2 separate regions of the Sus scrofa genome follow, and region 1 is linked to region 2. Evidence: chromatin contacts called from public Hi-C data. All regions are on one chromosome and are shown on one strand. The core of a region is the stretch at or near the end of the contact, and the rest is flanking DNA. Distances in the headings are between cores, read along the strand shown. Region 1 has its middle 19 kb from the start of NFATC2. Region 2 overlaps NFATC2 (nuclear factor of activated T-cells 2).

Region 1 (4,999 bases), core at 817-3,316, 100 kb before region 2:
TATGGTACCCAAGTGAATATATAATTTATTTGTGGTAAGTGGTGAAGGCGCTGCAGCAATACAGCAGGTGTTGTGATTGAGATCTGTGGGGAGGGGTCAGGCTTTAGGGCAGAGGGCCCGATTTTGGAGATGAGGGTCATGGAAGAATATGTTCATAGGATGACATCTGAACTGAGACCAAGAGGATGAAAGCCACAGGCCATGAGAGATCCAGGTACAAAGGGTTCCTGGCAAAGGGATGAGGAAGCATAAAAGCCACGCGGTGGGACCAGGTAGGGAAGGACAGTGAGGCTGCAGTGGGACAGTGGATGGGCCGGGAGGGCCATGGGGTCAGACAGGTGGGGCAGGAGGGTCTCAGAGGCCATTGTATTAGTTACCTGCTGTTCCCTCCACACTTAGTGACTTAAAGGAAGAAGTGTGTACTATCTCCGTGGGCCTGGAGCGCTGTGTTGACTGATGCGGCTGCATCATCTGAGGTCTTGGCTCTTGGTGGGAGGCCTCAGTTCCTCACCATGCGAGCTCTCCAGAGGGCTGCCTGAGAGTCCTCCCAGCAGGGCAGCTGGCTGCCCCCAGGGTGAGGGATCCAAGACAGCAAGGCAGAAGCCACACTTCTTCTCTAACCTAGCCTCCGGAGTCACACGCCACCGTTTTGGCAATGTCCTAGTGTTACACGGGGTGGGAGGGGACTGGACGAGACTAGGACTCCCCAGATGGGCGCCCCTGGGACCGACCTGGAGGCTGGCCGGGGACAGCCATGGTGAGGTAGCTGGCTTGTATCCTCAGGGGGATGGGAAACCTCTGCAATGCTACCTTTGGCCCATCTGAGACCTTGCAGAACTGTTGTACGAAGTGGCCAGGTAACAATTTTAGTACCGTTATCGAGCGCTTCCACCATACCAGGCACTGCACGTAGTGCTTCATTAGACAAAGTGTCATCAGAGCCTCACGTCTCCCTAAGAGGATGATACAGATCCATTTCATGGACGAGGAAGCTGAGGATGTCTGGAGGCTGAAGCATGGAGTTCAAAGGTGTAAGAGGCGAGCGATGAGGCTGGAAGGGGTGGGGCGGGTCTGATAGATCTTTGCGGGCCACATAGAGGATTCTGGACTTTGTGCTGAAGGTAATTCTAATCCAGTGGAGCAATTGAGATAACACTTGAGAGGCAGCATTGCCTCGTGGATCAGAACCTGGGCTCTAGAGCCAGGTGGTTGGGGTTCGAATCCCGTCTCTGCCACGTGCTGGCTGTGCAACCTAGAGCAAGCTGCAAAACCTCTCTGGGCTGCAGTATCCCCCTCTGTACACTGATAATGGAAGGATTGGTAAGAGGATTCTATGGGTTCACACCTGCCCCACAGCAAGAGCTCGGTAGATGATTGATCACGTGACAAAGATCCGTAACCCTCCCCCTTCTGGTTTTCATACATCTGGGTCCATCCCACTTTCTGTGTTTGAGACACGGGGGCGTCCAGGTCCATTTTGATGGCCGTTGACCAGGAACGGGTCGGCGGTCAAGGTGACCGACAGGTGAAGGGGACCCCCGGAGTATAGATGCCAGCTGCCCTCCTCGAAGGGGCCCGGGTCCTCTGACATCCTCCTGGTGCTGGAGCAGTGGTTGGGGCAGCCCCAGGAAGTGATGCCTCAGCAGAAATACCTGCGTTTCTTATTTATGAGGCCTTCGGAGGGAAGCGATTCTAATAAAAGGCTTCCCCGGTGAGTCAAGGTCTCCTCCAGCCCAGATGTCTTGCGGGCTCCCTGGGCCTTTCTCCCCACGGCCACCTGGACGCCTTCTATTTGCTTTGATTCAGCCTCTCTTTGGCTTTTTCCTCACATGCTGGCGCATTCCCACCCCAGCTGAGAGCTTCTATTTTGGGGAGTTTTCGTGGATAATTTAGTGGGCGGAAGCTCCCCACCCACCCCCCTCGGAGCATCCCTAAAAAAAAGGGAGAGTGCTCGAGAGAAGTGAAAAGCAGTGGGTGGTTCAGTTCAAAAGGACAAAATAGTTCTGGCCCTGGCACCGCGAGAGGAAAGAAATTGTCTGAGGAACCGAGGAGCAGCTAAACTGAGAAGCCGAAAGCTGCAGCTCCTAAGGGCAAATTAGGTGACTCAGCTGAGACTCCCCCGCTCTGGCCCTTGTAGTATTAACGTGCTTTAAAAGGGAAAAATGCTTAACTGAGACAAAGAGTGGGCTCTATAAAAATGTGGCTAATGCTGCTTCTACCACGTTCCAAAGGCGTCCCCCTCTCGGCAGCGCTGGGCACCTGTGGAGATCGGGACTCGCCTCTGAGACCTGAGCCTGGGTGGGACCGAGTCTAAAATTATCCCCGATAATGAGCCTGGCAGAGGAGGCCCCGCGTGCTCGTTTCCTGCCGCACCTCTGGCCTCCAAGACCTCGGTGCCCAGGGAGGCCTCCGGGAGGCAGGGGCTGTGGTGCCAAGAACGCGGGCTTTGTGGCCAGACAGAAGTGGGTTCCAAGCCGGATTGGCTGTGGGGACATCAACTCACAGGGCCTCAGTTTGCTCATCCATAAACTGGGCTCCCAGCATGAGGCTCGGGGGGAGGGTGAAATGGACCAGATGTTGCAAAGAGGCTGCAACAGGGTTTAATAAAGGGAAGCCTGGAGTGGAAGGCCATGGACTACAGGGTCAACCCGGATTAATTCTGGCTTAAGCATGACTCACTCTTTGAGGGTAGAAAAGCTTAAAATACATATGTGTGTAAATATAATATATACACATGTGCATATGCATATGTTATGTATAATATACATGTGTGCATAAATGTATATACATATACGTGTGTGTGTGTGTGTGTGTGTGTGTGTATGTGTACTTTAGGCATTTATTATCCTGACATCAACTCCTAGGAAGGCACTAATAGCATCCCCGTCTTGCAGAGTGGGTAGCTGACTCCCTGGCAGGGCCAAGCATCTGATTCCAAAGCCTGGACTTTATCCTGCCTCTCGGGTTGCCTAGCCCCATGTTACCCTGTAGAACTTTCTACAGTGACGGAAACGGTCTCTTCTGGGCTGTCCACCTCGGGAGCCACGGGCCACGTGTGGCTTTTGAGCAGTTGAAATGTGGCCTGTGCATCAAAGAACTGACTGACCTTTTATTGAATTGTTAATTACTTTAAATTTTAAGGGCCACACGTGGCAGGTGGCTACCCTGTTGCCTGGTGCAGGGCTGACCTCTCACCATGTCAGGGTATCACTCTGTAGGGGGTCAAGGGGCAGGAGCCTAGGTCGGGGCCTGGCACATGGTAGGTGCTGGGCTAGGGCTTGTGTTCAGAGACGATGGTTTGTGGAATTGCCTGCACGTGCATCACTGCGGGAGGAAGTTGAGTGCAGAATCTCTTTCGAGCCTGGGGTGACCAGCGGGTCCCAACATGCCTCAGACTTCCCTGGTTTTAAAACTGAAAGTCTTGTGTCCTAGGAACCACCTCAATGCCAGGCAGACCAGGATGCTGGGTCACCCTGTTCTTGCCTCAGATGATGGGGTACAGAGGGATGGGGCTTGTCTCAGGGGATGGGGCTGCCTCTGCAGGGTTCCCTGAAAAGAATCTCTTCCAGGGCCTTCTAGGCTACACTCCAGTATTTGCCAAGGAAACCAACAGGCAAACCATCTGGTTTTTTGTTTTTGTTTTTGTTTGGCTTTTTAGGGCCACACCTGTGGCATATGGAGATTCCCAGGCTAAGGGTTGAATCAGAGCTACAGGTGCCCACCTACGCCACAGACACAGCAACACAGGATCCGAGCTGTAGCTGCAACCCACACCACAGCTCACGGCAATGCCAGATCCTTAACCCACTGAGCGAGGCCAGGGATCGAACCCACCACCTTGTGGTTCCTAGTTGGATTCCTTTCCTCTGTGCCACAACGGGAACTGCAAGCCACCCACTTTCTCTGTGCCTCCATTTCCCCTTTGGAAAGGGGGAGAGAGGGATTCCCCGCTTGTGAGGCAGCTGCTGGGAGTTCAAGGTAAGGCCGCACAAGGCTGGGAGCACAGGAGGTGGGCAGATGGGGCTGCTCTTGCAGGGAGAGCATTACTCAGGCTGGAAGCCACCCTGGCTGAGGCAGGCTTTGGGGCGCGATGGGTGGGCGAAGCCTGGGTGGGGATGGAGGGCTTTTCCAGTTACTGGGACGACGTCTGCAGCAGGACTGGTCATGTCTGAGAGCCCCGAGAGGCGCTTGTGGGCCAGGGCGTGGAACACCGAGTGGTCCCGCAGACGGAGCCAGCGCCTCTCAATGCCTCTTAAAGTTCAAGTCTGTCTGTAAAAAGGGGGGAGGGGCCGCTGAGTCACCAGCCTTGGTGCTCCCCGCAGTTTTATCAGAGCCCACAACGGTATCTGAAATGGCTCTTTTCAAAGCTGGCTTCAGCTGCGGGCCCCTAATTTCCCACCCCGCAGGCAGGTGAAGAGGCAGAACCAGGCTAGGTTCAGAAAGAGCGGTGTGACAGCAGCACCTCTCCCCCTCCCCACTGGCCTTCCGGGGTCCGGGGCCCACCGACGGCAGCCATGCGTGGCATCCCACCGACCTTCTTCTGGAGACCGTGCAAAGTTCATGACATCCCTTGCCTTTATTTTCCTGTTTATTCAGAACATGTGTAAACACATGGGTTGCCTGGTTTCGGCGTCTCTTTGGCCATTTCATTATTGCTGGAGCCTCTGAGCATCACTGGAAACCTTGGGTTTTCTAAATGAATCTAAAAATAGACTTCTTTGAAAAAAAAATCTTGGAGAGTTGACACAAGGCACCGTTATTTATTTCTTTTCCCTCCTACCCCGCCCCCCCCCCCCCCATCAGCCCAGAGCACAGAAAAAATCTGGGCAGCCAGAAGTCTCGAGGGACTGGGAAGAGCCCCTGGGTTGGTGTCCAGGGGTCCCGACCACCTGGGGTGTTGGTTTGAGCCCTGGGCGACTTTCTCTGGGAGATCCCCGCTGGGGAAACGGGGGGCTCGGGTGCCTCGCGCAGGATTTCTGCGAAGCTGCAGCGGGAAAGG
Region 2 (5,088 bases), core at 1,486-3,985:
GACTGGATCCCACCCCAGGTGAGAGCAGGCCGAGGATGGCCTGGGGATGGTGGCCCGGCTTTGGTTAGAGTGCTGCAGGGCGTGGGGTTTGGAGGGCCTGGACCCTCGGAGGGTTAAAGAGCTGAGTGGGATGCAGTGGGGACTGCCGGCTGCAGGCCTGGGAGGCCCAGTGGGTTGGTGGGGCATCCTCCCCTAGGTGCTGGCCGGGTCACCCCAATTGGTGGCCATGGGTGTTGGAGGTTGCATCAGAGAGCGAGAGGGAAGTGGACCCCAGGAGGGTAATTTTGGTTGCTGTTTGCCTCTCTTCAGTTCCTCTTTCAGAGGCTAATTGGATCCATTTGCTTTGCCTCTGGGCTCTCTGAGGAGGCTGGGCACCCCCCTGGAGGAGGTCCCCTTGGCCTCAGGTGGCCTCTGAGTGTGGGACTTGGCTCACAAACAGACTGCGTGTAACAAATCACCTGGAAAGATTGTCAAAATGCAAATATCCAGCCTCCTCCTCTAGGAGCTTCTGGGGCTGTGGGTTGGGGTGTGGCCTGGGCAGCTGCATTTTCATTAAGCTCCCCCCTGCCCCACTAGGTGACTTGGCCACAGGTGACCTGGAAACCTCCCTTTGAAAAATACTGGGAGTCGGGATCAGGAAACCTGGGTTACGGTTTGGGATCCATCAAGAACAGCAGGGACAAGATCAGTAATGTGTGTAAACACGTGGACGTGGGCCACACGGACTTGGTGAAATATCGAAGGCGGGACAGCAGTGGTACCAAGCACGGGGCAGCTGCTCCAGGAACGCCAGCTCTTGCTGTCACCATACTGGCCAATATTTATCAAGCCCAACGCGCTGTCTCCCACGTAGTCCTCACAGCAGCCTGTGCGGTGGGTCTGTGAACAGCCCCGTTTTTCTGATGGGAAAAGTGAGGTTTAGAGCTGGGGAGCCCTGGGCAAGGGTCACCTTGGGGGGACTTGAGCTGGGGCCGAGGACTGTCCAGCACGGCGGCCTCCCACAGGCCAGAGCTGCCCCTCCACGAAGCAAGGTTCCAAACACCTGTCGTTCTGTCTGCAAAACGGCACCAGCAGCGTCTTCCTTGATTACCTGGGAGGGCTCTGGTGTCAGCCAGATAACAGATGAAAAGGACACTTTGAAAATGACCCAGCGAGAAGGCAAGAGCAGCATTTTGCAAGTTAACAATGGGAAAGACGAGTTGCTGGCATGGTTACCCTGTGCCAGGCACCTGCTAGCTGTTTTTTTGTCTTATATGAGATAGATTTTTAAAAATTGTGGTACGAGGCACACGATCGACCATTTTAAAGCACACAACTCAGTGGCATCAAGTGCACTTACAATGTTGTGCACTCAGCACCACTGTCTAGTTTCAGAACTTTTTCACCCCCTCCAAAAGAAACCCGTGAGCCGGGTCCCTCCCCAGCCCCCAGCAACCCCCAGCCTGCTTTCTGCCTCTGTATTAGCCAGTCCTGGACACGTACCAATGGGATCAGACAATATGTGCCCTTTTCTGTCTGGCTTCTTTCACTTAGCATCATGTTTTTGAGCTTCATCCATGTGGAGTGTGTGGCAATGTGACTAATATTTCTGTATAGATAGACCACGTTTTGTTCGTCCATCCGTCGATGGACCTTTGGGTGCTTGATAACATATTTCACCACGTGTTTTCCTCCCACGTGCACATGTTTACACGCAGCATCTCTTGTGCTGCTTACCTGCCAGGGCAGGTCGTCTTAGGATTTTACAGAGGCGGCACGGGTGACTCAGAGAGGTGAAGGGCCTTGCCCAGGGTCACACAGCAAGGAATTGGCAGAGGCAGGACTTGAAACCATGACGTTCTGACCCCAGGGCTCGAGCGGCAGTAAAGAGGGGACACTGTGGTCCCCTGGTCCTGCATTATCCTAGCATGATGGTGCCTCGGGTCAAACGTGGTTTGGCCACTGGAATCAGCAAGGATTGTTGGGAAAAAAACTATGCTGGGGCCCACCCTGCAGACCACCGAAGTCAGAATCTCTAGAATGGTGATTCTCAGCCTTGGACGGTTGTGGCCATTTTTTCCCCAGGGGACATCCAGCTCTGTGTAGAGGCAGTTTGGGTTGTCACGTGAGGGAGGTGCCACTGGCACGTGGTGGGTGGAGGCCAGGGATACTGTTCAACATCCTCTGAGCACAGGACCCCCCCCCCCCCCGCAAGGAGTTACCCTGCCCAGATGTCAAGAGTGCCTGGCCTAAGAAACACTGTGCTAGGATCAGGGCCAGAGGATTCGACTGTAAACCAGCACTAAGCAGTGCATCTTGGGCTGGATGGTGCATGCGGATCACCTGGATTCCTGCTTAAGCTGCAGATTTGAGTTCAGTGGGTCTGGGGTGGGGCTCTTGGGTCTGCAATTAATCCTTGGCCCCCTCCGCCCAGTGATCCAGTGATGCTGAAGTCCCCACACTGGACTGGACAAGACTGGAGTCCAGGTAAAAGCTGACTGGAAGCCGGACTGGACTCTTTCGTCCTCTCTCTTTAAATATTCATTAGAAAAGATGGTTTTCTTTCAGGGAAAGAGAAGGGGTGGGAAATGCCGATTTGGCAAAGGGAGAGTCCGTGGGGTGCTTGAGTCTGTGAGGCTTTGGAGGGAGAAGCAACGAGGTTGCTTCAGGAAATAGCCGAGTCGTGTTCACAGCCATGCACAGTGATTCACAGAGCAGCTTCAGGCCAGCCTCCCGCCCAGCGCTGAGAGCTCACGGCCACGTCCAGTCCCCGGCCTGGCTGGCTGGGAGCCATTGGCCAGTTTGCCCAGGCGCGATGACTCAGGCTTTCCACCTGCAAAATGGGAGGGATGGCTCTTGCTGCCTCCCCACCCATCCCCGGGACCGAAAGCCCCCACGTGCCCCCCAAACTCATCAAAGGCAGATCTTAAAAGCCTGGACCTGCTCTTCTGGGTGGTGTGGCTGCTGTTTTCACTGCTAATAAATCTCCATTTGTGGCAGCTCAATTAGGAAGTCACACAAAACTCCCCTATTGAAAGAAAGGATTAATAGCCCAGCCCATGTGGGAGAAATTAGCAGCTTCTGCAGAGAGGTCCTTTTAATATGTGCTCTTAACTGGCAGCGCTTTAGAACCACACTGGCTGGTGGGGCCCTGGAGACAGAGGGCCTGGACTGAGCCTGGGCTGGGGAGAGACCATCCTGGGGCTGGGTCATTGCAAGTTGTGGGGCTGCATGGTTGACATAAAGTGTCTCGGTGTGACTGGTCCACGGCGGGCTCCGTAAATGTTGGCAAGTTCATGGCTGCTCTTCAAGGGACAGGTTTCATCGTGACTCCAGGGCAGATGGGACAGGGTGCTGGACCTGGAGGCCCGGGCCGGCCAGGAGGGCAGGGTTAGGTTTGAGCCTTGGGCCTCTTGTGGCTGCAGCCCTGGCTCCCGGATGGGGAGGTCCGCGGCCCTGGCACGGAGAGGGTTGGCCCCCTGCCCAGTTCTCGGGCTCTGGGAGGAACGCCAGGAGCTCAGGCTGACTCACCCAGGAGGAGGGCCGGCCTCTTCAGCCCACGCTGCCAAGGCGAGGCCGAGGAGATGGTCCCTGGTGCTGGCTGGGACCTCTTTCTCACCCTGCCCCGGAAAGGCATCCGGAGAGGGTCTTGATTCTTTCCTGCAACCCTTCCTGAAGAATCGGGGGAGGGGGGCGCTGCAGGGGCTAAGAGATGAGGCTCTGGAGCCGGTCAGACCAGGTCTCGAGGCTTCAGATCTACATCAGCACATGCCCTTGACCTGACTTTTTTCTAGGCATTCGTTTCCCTACCCGAGGATGAATAATTCTAGTACTTCTTTCCTCAGAAGGTTGCTGTGAGCATTCGAGTATATCCTTGTGGTTAAACCCTCAGCCTGTCCCATTTCTCACTGTAGATGCAGAAGAGGATGTAGAGATGGGCCTGCAGAGCTAGCAAGAGATATGTGTGTGCCAAGATGCACTGAGACACATCTGTATCCATATCTTCTCCCTCCCTCCCTCCCATCCATCCATCCATCCATCCATCCATCCATCCCAAGCACCTCTGGCTGAGTCCTCTCTTCTGTCCCCAGCCCTGGGCTTACAGCATGCACCAAGGAATGCTCCTCCCTCCTGGGCTTCCATTCCTGTGGGGAAGAGATGAGAGACAGAGGAACCGATAGAGCTACATGCAGTGTATCTGAAAGTAGGAAGTTCTTTGGAGATGAACTAAGCAGGATAGAGCAAAATAAAGGGGAACGAGAAGGAGAGACCTAGCCAGCCAGCCAGATGGACGCAGAGTGGGTACTGCTGTTTTAGCTGTGAGGGGTAAAGAAGCCTCACTGAGGAGGTAGCATCTGCCTAGAAAGCTGCAAGAAGTGAGAAAGGCAGCCAGGCAGGTGATTGGGGAAGAACCTTCCAGAGACAGCAAGTTGAATGTGCAAACATTTAAAGGCAGGGGTGTGTTGTGTACATCCGAGAGACGGTGAGAGCATTCTGCAGGTGTGACTGGAGCGGAGTGAGCAAGGGGGTCGTTCTAGGAAGTGTGGTCAGAGAAGTGACGGGGCAGATCATGTTCAGGACTGCGAATGAATTCCAAAGCGAAGATGGAATCAGGAATCAGGAGTCCTTCAGGAATCAGGTCCTCAAGTTTACGTGCATGAGCCCTTCGCGTGTTGGCTGACGTCAAATGCAGGAGAAGAAAGGACACTCTCGCAAAGGAACTCTCATATGAAAAAGCTGATCTGTCCATCCATTTATTAAAGAAATCAAATTCTTACACTCCTTTCCTTTTATTTTATTTCATTTTATTTTTTTTTGGAGCTTGGGCTTATCAGACACAACTTAGATTTACAAGGAGATCCTGCTGAATAGCATTGAGAACTATGTCTAGATACTCATGTTGCAACAGAACAAAGGGTGGGGGAAAAATGTAATTGTAATGTATACATGTAAGGATAACCTGACCCCCTTGCTGTACAGTGGGAAAATTAAAAAAACAAAAAACCAAAAAAACAAACAAACAAAAAAACAACTCCTTTCCTTTTAAAAAGAGGAAAGACATCCATCCCTTGGTTCATGGAAGTGAAGCATCATTAGGAAAAACAAGCC

Evidence for each region. A called contact is a pair of places that touch in the nucleus more often than the background predicts.
Region 1: a Hi-C map of embryonic fibroblasts shows a contact between it and region 2, with 2.0 times the contacts expected there. The contact joins two enhancer-like sites. A contact is called at or near these places in 7 of 47 Hi-C or Micro-C datasets (embryonic fibroblasts, fetal skeletal muscle, heart right ventricle and 3 more) and 1 of 2 datasets of contacts at active chromatin or transcription factors (skeletal muscle).

The regions. Positions count from the first base shown.
Region 1 is chr17:52,907,233-52,912,231 of Sscrofa11.1, reverse strand. It overlaps a transcript of NFATC2 not described here. Among named protein-coding and RNA genes, the nearest start is that of NFATC2, 19 kb to the right of the region's middle. Within about 2 kb of position 2,066, at least 2 of the 83 cell types and tissues checked have an H3K27ac peak or open chromatin away from gene starts, as enhancers often do. A contact at or near this core is called in embryonic fibroblasts, where this site is marked.
Region 2 is chr17:52,807,603-52,812,690 of Sscrofa11.1, reverse strand. The region is part of intron 5 of NFATC2 (nuclear factor of activated T-cells 2); the gene reads left to right. Among named protein-coding and RNA genes, the nearest start is that of NFATC2, 80 kb to the left of the region's middle. Within about 2 kb of position 2,735, at least 38 of the 83 cell types and tissues checked have an H3K27ac peak or open chromatin away from gene starts, as enhancers often do. A contact at or near this core is called in embryonic fibroblasts, where this site is marked.